Regions from separate parts of the Mus musculus genome. Here region 1 is linked to region 2. A link is a contact called in public Hi-C data. All regions are on one chromosome and are shown on one strand. The core of a region is the stretch at or near the end of the contact, and the rest is flanking DNA. Distances in the headings are between cores, read along the strand shown. Region 1 has its middle 78 kb from the start of Gm12511. Region 2 overlaps Gm12506 (a long non-coding RNA gene).

The links. Hi-C and Micro-C count contacts between places; a contact is called where the count stands out from the background.
Region 1: a contact with region 2 is called in a Hi-C map of uterus, with 4 times the contacts expected there. The contact joins two enhancer-like sites. A contact is called at or near these places in 4 of 484 Hi-C or Micro-C datasets (embryonic fibroblasts, germline stem cells and uterus) and 3 of 115 datasets of contacts at active chromatin or transcription factors (bone marrow-derived macrophages, embryonic stem cells and pancreatic cancer cells).

What each region holds. Positions count from the first base shown.
Region 1 is chr4:55,646,238-55,652,787 of GRCm38.p6, forward strand. No RefSeq gene overlaps it. Among named protein-coding and RNA genes, the nearest start is that of Gm12511, 78 kb to the left of the region's middle. Within about 2 kb of position 5,029, at least 310 of the 459 cell types and tissues checked have an H3K27ac peak or open chromatin away from gene starts, as enhancers often do. A contact at or near this core is called in uterus, where this site is marked.
Region 2 is chr4:55,559,169-55,566,136 of GRCm38.p6, forward strand. The region is part of intron 1 of Gm12506 (a long non-coding RNA gene); the gene reads left to right. Among named protein-coding and RNA genes, the nearest start is that of Gm12511, 9.1 kb to the right of the region's middle. Within about 2 kb of position 4,078, at least 28 of the 459 cell types and tissues checked have an H3K27ac peak or open chromatin away from gene starts, as enhancers often do. A contact at or near this core is called in uterus, where this site is marked.

The sequences.
Region 1 (6,550 bases), core at 3,779-6,278, 88 kb after region 2:
TACAACCAGCTTATGACATAAAAAACTGACCAAATACAGCGGAAACTTTCTGTGCATTATCTCAAGGACATCTCCTCTTTCCCCCAGAGAAGACCCTGCTGTGGAGTTCTTCCATCCTAGAAGATGTTTGTTTCATAGATCATAGATGTATCTTTCAGTTTTGGATCCATAGAACACACCTTCTTTCCCATAAATACACATTATGCATATGTGAGTATGGGTGAACACATACCCACAATCCCACTCACATGCATGTTGGGTGGCTGGGAGATGGGTGGGAAGGTTTGAGAAACCCTGAAAGGTCACTTAAGATGAGGTGGCATCTTCTAGCTGTGTCTCCAAGGATAACTGCCTAACCTCTCTGGGCTTGTTTCTCGTCTGTGAAATGGAGTGTGGATGGAATGATAGAAAACGGCCAAAAGCAAGGGCACACAGTTGCAACTCAATCATCTTGAAGTTTCATAATTCTAGCTATTAAAGAGGAGGCAAGAAGCCCAGCCAAACTTGTGGCAGGAAACCCGGTAACTAGGATACAGTGTAGCCAGAGGATGTGGAGGTGTGGAGCCTTAGCTAGCTCTAGCCTTCCATCCCTCCCTCTCCTTCTCCATCCCCCATCCCTCCTCTGTTTCTCTCCCTTCCCTCCCTCCCTCCCTCCTTCCCTTCCCCATCCCTCCCTCCCTCCCTCCCTCTCCTTCTCCATCCCCCATCCCTCCTCTGTTTCTCTCCCTTCCCTTCCTTGCTTCTTCCCTCACTCCCCTCTTTTGTCTGTTTATTCCTGTAGTGTTTTCTTCTGTCGAAGCCTTTCTGTATCTATGCAGTGGAGAAACTTGAATAGAAGTTGGGGCTCAAGGAAGATTTGGTTGGAGGCTGCTGCCTGCCTATTGCTAAATAGAACCACTTGGAGAGTAAGGTGTCTTGAAACGTAGCACATTTTTTAATATAAATCCATCCAGGTGAGTGAGCAATCCTAGCAGGTCCTGGGTCTCATACAGCGTGTGTTAAAATAAAGCTTGCTTAGAAGTCATTGTCTATAAGGAAGAAGGTGCCAAGTTGTCCTCTCATTCATCTGTTTGTCTGATAAACCAGCTACTTCCTAAAGTGACAAAGGTGGGAAGGATCCCTCGGGTAGGAGAGGAGGACACATGGACATCTGAAGAGGGTGCATGTGCTGACAGCCCTGCAAAGAGCCAGCATGGATCCAAATGTATGGCTAGTATTATTTTGATTCTGCTGTTTTTTGGAGCCCTCAGATCAGAGGAGTCACCTAGCTCGTTTCCTAAGACAAAGAGATACAAAGAGCCAACTAGATAGCACAAAGGTGGGAGAAATCTGAGTGAACCTGATGAGGGTGGGGGAAGAGACATTGCTGTTTATTAAGCACCAATTCCATACCACTTACTGTAGAAAGTAAGGGGAGGACATTTGGCCTAAGCCAATCACCACCGTGTCTATTGAGTTAATGCCATTATTCCCATTACTCTGGCAAATAAACTAAGTCATAGAGAGCTTGTGGAATTTGTTGAGACTCAAACCCAGGCTTTTCTAACTCCTCACTGCTTTCTGAGAAAAATGTTGTGGCAAGAATGCTAACGTGCCCGGTGCCTGGTAGTTTCCCATGAATAAGAAAGCAAGAATCTGATATTGGATAGAATATTGAGAAAATCTAATACCAGATAAAATAGTCCAGTTAGCATTTGTCTGAGAAAATTCCCGAAAGCAAATTGCGTGATTGGCTTTGAAGGAACGATCCTTTCGTGCCAGGAACCCCAGCTTTGTTCTCTTTAGAGGCGATTGTTCAAACCATATATTCCTGGTACAGAAAGATTCTTGAGACAAAAGCAAGCGAGAAGTGCTATCATATGTCACGGCAGAGGAGCTGAAATCCAAGCTTTATAACCCTTCTAAATGGCTCGAGCCTTTGTGATCTGCTAAAATAACGGAGAGACTTATACAGCCCAGGCTCTGAGAGCAGATACCATGGGTGCTAAAGCTGCTGCAACACAGTTTTAAAGGACATTTTTGGACTTTTTTTTTTAATTAAAAAAATTTCTTGAGTCCCAAATGATCTCCCCTGTTTCCTTAGGTGGGTTTAGATCTCAGTTCCATTTTTTTTCAAAGTTCAACTGAACTGGCATTTCCTGTGGCCTAAAAATGTCTTCAATTAAAGGCGAGGGAAAAAATGTATTTTTTTTAATCCTCATCAAACCAAAAAAAAAAAATGGCTGAAGGGATTTTATTCAAACTTTTCCCCAAAATTCACCTTTTGCCAAGACCCAGCATGGAAAATTTCAGCCCCAAAGGATCACTCGTTGGCAAGTTACCCGAGCTAATGAAAACAGAGAGGCATAAAGAGAGTCTGTGTGTAGCTCTAACGATAGTGGCCACTGGAGCCCACATTGTACGAGAAGAAGGGCCTCATTCAATGACCCCCTTTTATGTCGTTTTTTTTATCTTCAATATGGATGAGTCTTGGATTTGGAGTGGTCACAAACAAAAAGCACTTACTTTATGAATATAACGTGGGCAGTGGCATTATTTCAGTGGCTTTCCATAGTCCCGACTGACTTTTGGAATAGACTTATTGTAAATGAAGAGATAAGGCTTGCTTCACGCAATGTTGATCCATTCATCCATTCATGCATTTGCATACTCCTTCATTCACTTGCTCATTCGTTTGCTCATCGACTTCTTAAGTGTTTACTGAGCGTCACAATGTGTGGGGCACTTTAATCCAAGTGGGGTGTACTGTGGTAGGCAAATCGAGGTGGTTTCTGCATTCGTGAGTTTATGGGAAAGAAGAAGGAAGTCAAAAAACATCTGTGGCAAATTCTGTGGGGCAGCAGATGAGGTGCTGAGACACTGAAAGTCAGAGTGATGGTCACCAGGGGCCTATACTGATCGATAAGGAGGGCAGTGAAGGGCTAATGCGTTGTGTGCATCCATTATCAATATTAAGTGAGTGGCCACTGTCCCCATACTGACCAGGCCAGTCACTATTTCTGTCCTCAGATATTCTCAGGCCAGAGGAAAAGCAGCTAGGTAGGCTTGATTGATGTCATAGTCATTAGCTACATTCGATGCAAATAGGGAAGATGGCTGATGGTCCAGAGGTTGGCTTCTGTAAGGAGTAACCATTTCAACAGACATTTGTGTCAGCGATGTAGGGTAACTGAGAAGAGGGTGTGCCATGTCTGCCTGTGAGGTACTTGTAGTCCAGTTGTGTGTTCAAGCTTCTCTCTCTGAGACCTGGGGCCTTGAGAGACAAAGCCTTTTCTTCTTCAGGACTCAGCCTCATGGAACCAAGGAGGTGCCTAGGGAAGGGTGGGTGCTTCTCTGACATCTCAGCTTTTTGGAATTTAGCCTAGTAGTTAAGAACACAGCTTCTGGAAGTAAGCTGTCTGGGTTCAAATGCTGTGCTCAGACTTTCATATTGTGGCACTTTCTGTACACTCACAGCGGGGACAATGGCATCTACCTTCCAGGGATATGGTAATGTGACTATCACTAGTCACTAAAGCTTTGACCAGACCACACATTTCTGATGTACCTCGGTTGATCTGCTGTACCTGGCTTCCCTCATCCCTTCTATCCATTCAGTCTAATTATTATGGGTCAAGAACAGCAATTGTCAGTCAGTGTGCTGGGAGCTGCAGAATCAGCCAAGTCACATCTATCCTTGGAGTCTCCTCCTCTGAGGTGGTTAAATCTCAGTCTTTCTTAGGGAATACTTCTTTGCCTCGTCCACCCGGACAAATAGATATTTGTCATCCCTGTAATACCAAAAAGTGGAGAGGGAGGGAAGGAGGGAGGGAGGGAGGGAGGGTGTCCGTTCCTTTTCCTCATAACATTTGGCTTTTTAGGAGAGTCACTGTGCCAGAAATTTTGGAATATCTTGTTACTTTAGACAACGGAAGACAGGGAGACTTCTCATTTTTAATTGGGAGTAAAAACTTGTGTATGGAGCAGAGGTGAGGTTTCCACAGGTCAGAGAACTCACCTCTGCTGGGCTGGATTGGAGCTGAGGAGGAGGGGCAGCAGAACTGAGTTGGCTTCCTTCCACGAAGTGAGAAATCGCCACGGCATGGATGATGCAACTGAACGGAGATGGTGCAGAAAGTCCTATCAGCACATTGACTCACCTCGCCCAGCCTCAGTTTCCCTTTGTGTAAAAATAAGAGGTCCGAAATTCTTGTACAGGGCACTAGGTTTACCCGAGGGCATGAGCAGGAGAATGCCAGCTGCAGACAGATTCACAGGGAGGGAGGGTGCTTGTGGGATATGAGGGCTTCCACATCTAGGCACAAGGAATATTCCTCCTTTTCTGTTTTCTGGGTCCCTGCATAGCTGGCGGCCCCAGTGAAGGGCTGTAGGGGGCAGCCTGAGTGTTCTGGCTGGGGGTGGGGTAGGGTGGGGTGGGGTGGGCAACAGCTGGACAAGTTACTGGGAAATCATATTATTTCAGACTACTAGGTATTCTAGGGGCGTAGTGATGATGGTGGATCTTTTCTGTTTTATTTGATGAAGTTGGCCTTGATAAATGCTGCTGCTTTGTTTTTTCGCTCTCCCACATGTTTGTAAATCTTCGAAACACGCAGTTCCAGTATAAAAGGGAGGTGTAGAAGGGACTTGATTTGAGCCTGGCTGGAGGCATGCAGCTTTTGGAGTGGCAGCTTGTTGTCACCTTCCCCTGAGACAAAGGCTGTATTAACCTTGGGAGCATCAGGCTTCTTGGCCACTTTCTCTGAGGCCATCCTGATGTGCATTTTCCTTTCTCATCTCTAGGGAGGCAGCACACAGAACGCAAGGCCGCCGAGGATGGAGAGGGTAGGGCTCTGCGAGGTGCCTCTCCAAGGCCTGGGTCCCCAGGTCAAGGGCAAGATGTGCGGTGCAGGCACTCCCGAGCTGGCTGGCGCAGCAGCTAGGATGCTGCGCAGAGCGCTGCTGGCGGCGTCGGGAACTGACCAGGCCGCGTGTGAGCGCCGGGATTCCTGCTCCGGCCTTAAATATGCCGGTTATTTTTATCCCCCTACGTCAGGCCAGCGAAGGCCATCCCACCAGTGGCCGCGGCAGGCTGCTACACAATGTTTCCCTTCAGTCGGGAGGGGAAATGGAGGGAGGCCAGACTTCCTGATCACATGGTGCTGAAGTCAATGAAAAAAAATGAAGGGGGACCCCTCCCTTGCGCTGGGGTGCGCGGGCCAGGGCCCCCCACCCACCCCCTCGGGCCGCGCGGCCAGGGAAGCGCAGGCTCGCGGGCGGGCGCGGGGCCAGGCGCAGGACCGGGCAAACATAAACACCAGATCGGGGCAGTAATTGGCGGCTCCGAGATCGCTGAGGAAATGAGAGGCTTGTACGAAACATCAGCCGACAAGAAACGGGGTGATGTCAGACAGCCTTCCAGGATTAGAAACCCTTAAAAGCTCCGAGCCCGCGGCGGCTGCGGAAAAGCGCTTTCGGTCCTGGCTCTGCGGGTAGGAAGCCCGCGGACTGCGGACGACTCCGGGCTCCTCTCTTCCTCGCTCTCTTCTCCTCTCTTCCCCCCCCCCCCCCCCCACCCGCTCTAGTCTCTTCTCCTTGAATTCCCTTTTTGATTTTGAACTAAAAAGAAGGGGAAAGACGTCAATTTCCATGTCTAAAGCATCTCGCCTCCCCTCCTCCCTCCTTGTATCCTGTTACTACTTTTGGACTAACAGATCCTACTCAAATCAAGCAGGAGGGGGATAAATAAAAGTTTAGCTCTGTTGTCCGAGTCTCTTCGGTTTCTTCTTACATTCTCTTAGAACTGCGAGTTGCAATACTTAGCACACACAACAGGGGTTTTCTAGCTGCTTCTCTGCTCTCCAGTCTTGAGGGCAGCTTAGCTAACAGTCAGTGGCAGGTTGTTCCCTAACCCACAGGAGCCTCCTGTGACCTTACGGTAGAAGCTGAGCCTCATTTGTTCATTGCCTGCATACATCAAAAAAAGCGCCACTTTTCCAGGCGTTTCTCTTTCAGTGTTTACCTGGATTAAAGGGGGTGTGGATGTTTGGAAAGGGCTCGAGCCCCTGCAAGGAGAGGCACCCAAGGCACCCTTTTCAAAGGATGATTTATGTTTGGGTTTTCTCAGATAGGGGCGCAAAGAGTCCGTTCCCTGTCTCTGTGACAGGTGAGCTCCGCACCTGGCTCCTAGCTTTGGGATATTTCAGCAGCTTCACACAGCACTGTCACTTACTCTCCTTTAAGGCAGGTTTGCTCACCTTTCTTCCAGAGACCCAGGAAAGGGTCACAGCTGGGCCAAGTTTGTACAACCTCAGAAGAAGAATGGGGCTAATTCCAAAGACATAGGTTTAACTCATTGCTGTCCACTCATTGTACTCCCCTGCAACACTGTTGAATCTTTTGATAGTTCCCTCCCATGGTTGACAGTCACTTGAGCCAAGTATATCATCCAGTTATACCACCTGCTGGGTGGCAGATAAAAGGCTGTTTTCCAGCTGTTCTCCACACATCTGTCTTTGGTGACTGGGTGCTCTGAAAAAAATCACACGAGGAGGCCTCGTTTTCTAGTACA
Region 2 (6,968 bases), core at 2,828-5,327:
CACTTCTATCTGGGACTCTCAGTCCCAGGTGGAGTTTTAGTGTCTATCTTGTCTATCTATAAAAGTCCTGGGAGCCACTGGGGCCTGCTTGTGCCCAGACTGCTGATCATCTCAGGCTAGCTCCCTGTGTGGGTCCCCTGACACCAGACTGGTGGTTGTCTCAGGCTAGATTTTTTCAGGGAATGATAGACTGCTAATAATTCAGATGTTCCTAGGTTAGAACTTTTGCAATCTAAAGCCTGTCCTCAGTGACATATGTCCCTCAACAAGTCCACATCTCCTAATCCTTCCTTTTTTCTAAGGGTTCTTAATAAGGGTTCTTAAGTGCTTCACCCGCCCTTCTACCTCACTGACCAAAGGTAGGGGAGAAAATAGTTAACAGGACAAGAGGATGGGAACCTGTCTAGAAGTAGTTCTTTGGGGCAATTCTATTCTTTGTTGTCAGGATATTAGCAGTCTAGTCCAACACACTAAACATGAATAAGTAGCAGTGGCTTGATCCAGAAGAGACTGCGAGGCTTCACCACATTGGCATGAGTCCAAGGGAGTGGCAAGAAGCAGCCAGAATACCATGAGAAGTTCTTTGGCTCATTTCTCTCTAAGAAATCACAAGTGAAGATCAGTGAAGCCCAGCAAAGTGTTGCAAGGCAAACCAATGCAAGAGCCTCCTTCACTGTGTTTTGGGTTCTACTTATACTCTTTCCAAACATCACACATCCTCTCATGTGCCTGTATCAGCAAAACACCCTCTCATGCGTCTGCTTCAGCAAAACATCCTCTCATAAGACAGCTTCCAGAAAAACATCACATGACACAATTGAGTCTCCAAAGAAACCAGACATTTCCACTCCACCTTCCCATACACTTCCATTGAACAGGGACCAAGTATTCAAACATATGATCTATGGGTACCATTCTCATTCAAAACATCACATAAAGTAAAAGGCTTTTGGCTTTCAGCATTTGGTGAGATATGACATATGAGAAGATGGAGCCCGGGAAGGCATAATAAAGGTAGTATTTGAACCCAGGATATGTGCAGGGCAGGTCATCTAGCTAGAGAGGCATACACACAAGCAAGCATATGCCTGCCTTTGGGGGAAGATGAATAGTCCAGTAATAGCCATATGTTCTTGAATATGCACTGAAAAGTCTGGTTCTGATTGGGGAGAGATGTGCTAGGCTTATGTGGTAGATTGATGTCAGGCTGTAGTGTGGTGAAGGGTATGGGGTTGGGGATGGAGCATGTGCCTAGCATTCCCGAAGCCTTGGGTTTGAACCAGAGTATGTGTGCATATCTGTAACCCCAGAATCAGGACGTGGAGGCAGGAGGATCAGAAGCTTAAGTCTACACCTTGAGATCAAAACCTGAGCTCATTCATGCCAGAGGGGGAGGGAAAGAGGAAAGAAGGAAAGGGAAGCATTGAAGTCAAAACTTAATGTCAGTAACCTGAGGGTACTCTCCAAGGTTAACAGAGAGGGCGAAGGCCAGGCTGGTGATGGGTAGTTGACTGCAGGGAAGCAGAGAGCGGGACTAGGATGTCAGGGAGCTCTCCTCTTCTCTTTCTTGCTGTAATTCCACCATTCACATTTTGCAATACCTGAGACTCCTTCCCTGTAGCCTACATCTCCATTCTGGATCCTAGAGGGACAATCCCCTCTACTGATTGCTAGGGAGAGCCTCTGGTAGCAAATTCTCTTTCCCCACACCACCCAAGTACAGAAGGGCAACAGTTGTTCTCACCTTGTGGGACACAACCCGTTTGGTGGTCAAATGCCCCTTTCACAGGGGTCACATATCAGATATCCTGCATATCAGATATTTATATTTTGATTCATAACTAGCAGAATTACATACATGAAGTAACAAAATAAATTTATGATTGGGGTCACCACACCATGAGGAACTGTATTAAAGGGTCCAATATTAGGAAGGTTGAGAACCGCTGGAGTAGATGTTACAGCAGTCATTACACAGTGCTGTCCCTCTTGGAACTGATAGCTGCACAGGACTGCTTCCTTGCTCTAAGCTCTCTCTTGTACTTAAGTATTTGATTCTCTATATAACGTGACTACACTTCTGTCTTAGTGTTTCTATTGCTGGGAAGAGACACAATGACCAGGATGATTATTATAAAAGAAAATGTTTAATTGGGGCTGGCTACAGTGTCAGAGGTTTATTCCATTATCTCTGTGACGAGAAGCCTAGCAATGTGCAGGCAGCCATGATGTGGGAGGAGCTTCAAGAAGTTCTACATCTTGATCTGCAGACAAAACAGGAGGGAGGCTGTGTACCACACTGGGTGTAACTTGAGTGTAGGAGACATCAAAGCCTGCCCCCACAGTGACACACTTCCTCCAACAAGGTCATACCTCCTAATAGTGTCACTCCATATGAGCCAGGCATTAAAACACATGCGTCTGTGGGGGCCAAACCTATTCAAACATCACACCTTCCTCGTCAGCTTTCCTACTCTGTCCCTTCTCTTCCTCTCTTTTCTTGTTTCCTATCAACTTCCCTTCCTTTTCTTCTTTCCTTTTGTATTTTTGACACTGTCTTGCTGTGTATTCCAAGCTGGCCTACAATCCATGCAGGAAAACAGCATCAGCCAGAAATAAACTTTATAGTTTAGAGATGGAAAGGTCTTTCTTGAATACCTTGTAAAAATAAAGAAGCTTTAATAAACAGATTTTACTATAAAACATTTAAAGTTGATATATCTAAGGGAAAAAAACTACCATCAATAAAAGGGAAGAATCAAAACATGGGAAAAATATTTGCAGAATGGTGGATGAAAACTTCTTTGTTTCAAAATGTCAAAAAAAATAATATTAAAGTGTAAGAATATGTGAACTGCCAATTATAGGAAGGAAGGAAAAAGGAAGGAGGGAGAAAGGAATGAGGGAAAGAAGGAAGGGAAAAAGGAAGGAAGGGAGGACAGAAGGAGAAGAGAGGAAGGAAAAAAAAAAGAAGGAGCAAGGAAGGAAAGAAGGAAGCCGGCCAACAGCATTTGTAAGGAATTGTCTTTATGCCAGACATGGTGGCTGTCCGGATTGGCTCTGTCAGTTGGCAGCCTAATCATATGAGAGGAGAGCTCTAACTGAGGATTACCACAGGATTAGCCTGTGGGCATGTCTCTGGGGGGACTGTCTTTATTGCCAGTTGATATATGCAGATTCAGGGCACTATGGGCAGCACCACCCCTAGGCAATGCCAGCTGAGTACGAGCAGGTGAAAAAGGCAGCTAGCAAGCAATAGCCTCTGTGGGTCCTGTTGTGCTTCTTGTCTGTGCAGTGAGAGTTTTCTTTAGTCAGAGGTAATGTTGTGTAGAATGGCAAATGTTGTGTCCCTCAGTGATGACTTGGGGTTAGTTATAAATTGAAATAAAGCATATCTTCCCTCAAGCTGCTTTTGTCTAAAGTGTGCTTATCACAGCAATAGATAGAGTAGAAGAGAGGCTTACATCTGCAGTCCCAGCCCAGAGACTGAGACAGGACAGCTATGAGCGTGGGAACACCCTGAGCTGTACAGTGAGGTCCAGGCCAGGGATGAGCTACAGAGCAAGACTCTTACCTGGGGAAGTTAAAACGAAACGAAACAAAACAAAACAAAGACAAAACCAAATCAAAACAACAACAAAAAAGCAAGCAAGCAAACAAACAAACAAAAAAAACCCCAAACAGTCGAGAATGGTGGCACAGTCATGTGATCCTGGCACTTGGGAGAAAGAGGCAAGACCATTGCTACTTGTTTAGTGTAGTTTTAACAGTTGTGAAGAGATCTGGAAAGGCACATAGTCTATATCGCCAGAAACACTGACAAAAGAGGAGGAGGAGGAGGAGGAGGAGGAAGAGGAGGAGGAGGAGGAGGAGGAGGAGGAGCAAAAGAGGCAAATATATGCCTCTAGTGTATTCTGGTCCAATCTTTTCAGAGGGTGATTTTGCAATTTGAACCTGTAGAGAAATTAAAATGACCTTAACCTTGACTGCTAGGCGTGTTCTCTGGGGACACATTTCAGAATAGGCAGAAAGCGTTGGGTCTTTGGATGCGATTGGAAACACATGTTGTTTTCTGTGTGCGTCTGTTTGTTTCTCCAGTCTGGGCAGAACTAAGCCTCATTCCCAGGGGTGTATTCAGACTTTAGCAAGATGCCAAGCAGAGAAATGGGAGTGTTTCATGTCTGGGTAAAAGAACAGACAGAAGACAAAGGACTCGAGGTTTCTGCTGCGGATGGAGAAGGCAGATATCGTCTACAGTTCGAAGCACACAAGTAGGGTGATGACAGCCGTGGTAGCTTCCTGGCCACCACCTCACACCTCCTCTGACCTGGTACGGACAAGGGTGTGAGCAGATTATTTTCTGGACTTCAGTAAACTCATCATTAAAAGGAGAAGCGCAGGCTGTGGATGCAGTTCATCTGTTGTATGTGCGAAGCCCTGGGCTCACTTCCCAGCACCACAGAAACAAGGTTTGTTGTATATGTTTGGTGTCCCAGCACTTGCTTGGGAGGTGGAGGCAGGACAGTGAGAAGATCAAGGTCATTTTTGACTACATGGTGAATGCTAGCCTGGATTACATGAGACCCTGTCTCAAAAACACAAACACAAACAAAACACAAAATAACTGCTTTTAGTTGCAGCACTTGGGAGGTAGAGGTAAGCAGATGTCTGTGAGTTCGAGACTAGGCTGGTCAATGAAGAGAGTTTCAGAACAGTCAGAGCTGTGTATAGAGAGAGACCCTGTCTCAAAACAAAACAACAAAACAAAACAAACAACCCCAAACTTACCAACAACAACAACAACAACAACAATGAGAGCAGCAGCAATTTCAGTGTGGGAATAATCACTCTCCCAGCAGGAAGGAGGGCTTGACTCACTCTGTAATCTCACCAGGACTGAGGCTTCCAGACTTTTCTATTTCAGCCCTCCATTGTGCAGGTCTGAGGGTGGGCTTAATTTGAATTTTCCCTGTGCCCTTCCCAGTTGTGTATCAGCCTTTTGAACATATAGTTGTGCCTAAAGATCTGTAGAGGATTGGACTCGAGACCCTGCAACACCAGAAATCTGAGCACACTCCACTCCTTGCATAATTTGCATATTTCTAGCATATCTTCTTTTGTGTTTTCTGTCTCCACCCTCCCCTCAGTTTACATATAATACTCCATGCAGTGTAAATGTTAGATAAGTAGTTGTTACACTGGATAGCTTAGGAAGTAGCCATGAGAAACTGTCTGTATTTAATTAGCTCAGAGACATCCTTAAAAATGGCCTATGAGATGGCTTCGCTGGCAACAGGGTTTGCAGTGCTAGGCCAGCAGCTTGAGTTCCATCTCTGTAAACCACGTAAAGGTGACACCTCTACCACACACATCCTGTGTTTCAGATTTGCTCCCACACAGGCCTACAGGTCTCTCTCTCTCTCTCTCTCTCTCTCTCCCTCTCTCTCTCTCTCTTCTCTCACACACACACACACACACATACACATCTTTTAAATGCTAGAGGAGGATCAGGAGTTCAAGGCCACCAGAGCTATGTGAATTGTTGTCTTAGGAAACAAATTGCTGGCCTGTTTTTGATTCATGTATGAGTAATCTGCTGATATGGTGGGCCAAGTGTGTTTGTGCGTGTGTGTGTGTGTGTGAAAGAGAGACAGACAGACAGAGAGACACAGAGAGACAGACTCTTCTCTCCCATTGTTTTCCTACCATCCTGACTATCGTTATATAAATGACTGCATTTGACTGCACTTTCAGGAGGTCTTCGCTCATCATATCATATCATATTATTTTCTGAACCTTTGCCAGATAGACTTTTGAAAATATAAACTTCTAAATACTTAGTGAGGTCTCCTGATGAGCTGCCCTGCATTAGTGTGTCTTGTGCTGAGACGGGGTCTCATTCAGCCAACGCTGCCCTGGCACTCCTAATTCTCCTGCCTCTGCCTCCCGAATGCTGAGATTGTAGGCTTGTGTCGTCACAAGCCTACAGATGAGCGCTTTTCATTTTTAAATTACATTTAGTGTCTGTGTGTGTGTGTGTGTGTGTGTGTGTGTGTGTGTGTGTACACAAGCATGTGCTTGAGCCATGGTATATAAGAGGAGGTCACTGGACAGCTTTTGGGGTCATTTTTCTGTTTCTATCACGCGACTTCTAGGGACCATCAGGCTTGAGGGCAAGTGCCTTTACCCACTGAGCCATCTGGCCGAACCATCATTTTTTGCTTATGATGTCATTCAGTTTATTGGTTTGATGCATTTAGTGGCTGGTCGTTCTTGTCCTCATTTGGAAACTTTGCTTATACTACAGCTTATTCTACTATGTGCATACCATGGATGTGCACACAACACCGAGTGTGCACATGTATATGTGTTCATGTATATTAGAAAAACATCTTATTGTTTTGCTTCAACTCATCTGGAATTAATTTTAATGTGTGTTTCTTAATTTTTAAAAGTGCATTTATCCAGTTGATTTGGCCCCACTTACTGAAAGCAGCCACCATTCATTCTGGGCTGAAGCGTTGCGTACGTCATAAATCAGTGGGGTGTGCTTATGAATCTGTGGGTTCCCTTCCAGTCTGCAGTCTGTTTGTGTTGAAGCCACACAGTTGTAGTTTTCTGGGATGTGAGCTCTCATAGAAGCTCCAGCTTGGTTCTCTTGGTCCTGCATGTTTTCATATAAAATGTAGAATCAGCCTGCACTACCTACAGACACCTCCAAGTCTGCCTGGTTGGTGTTACAGCAGAGGCTCAATGATTACGAACACATATTCCTCTTGCAGAGGACCAGAGTTTGGTTTCTAGGCAGGTCCACATAGGTGGTTCACCCAGATACTGTACTCGCGTGCACATATCCCACCCCCATATACACATAATTAAAAACATACACATAATTAAAAACAATAGAAACATAAAAAGCAACAACTCCAAAAACCAGCTAGGTGCAGTTTTTTTCAAGGGTGACACTG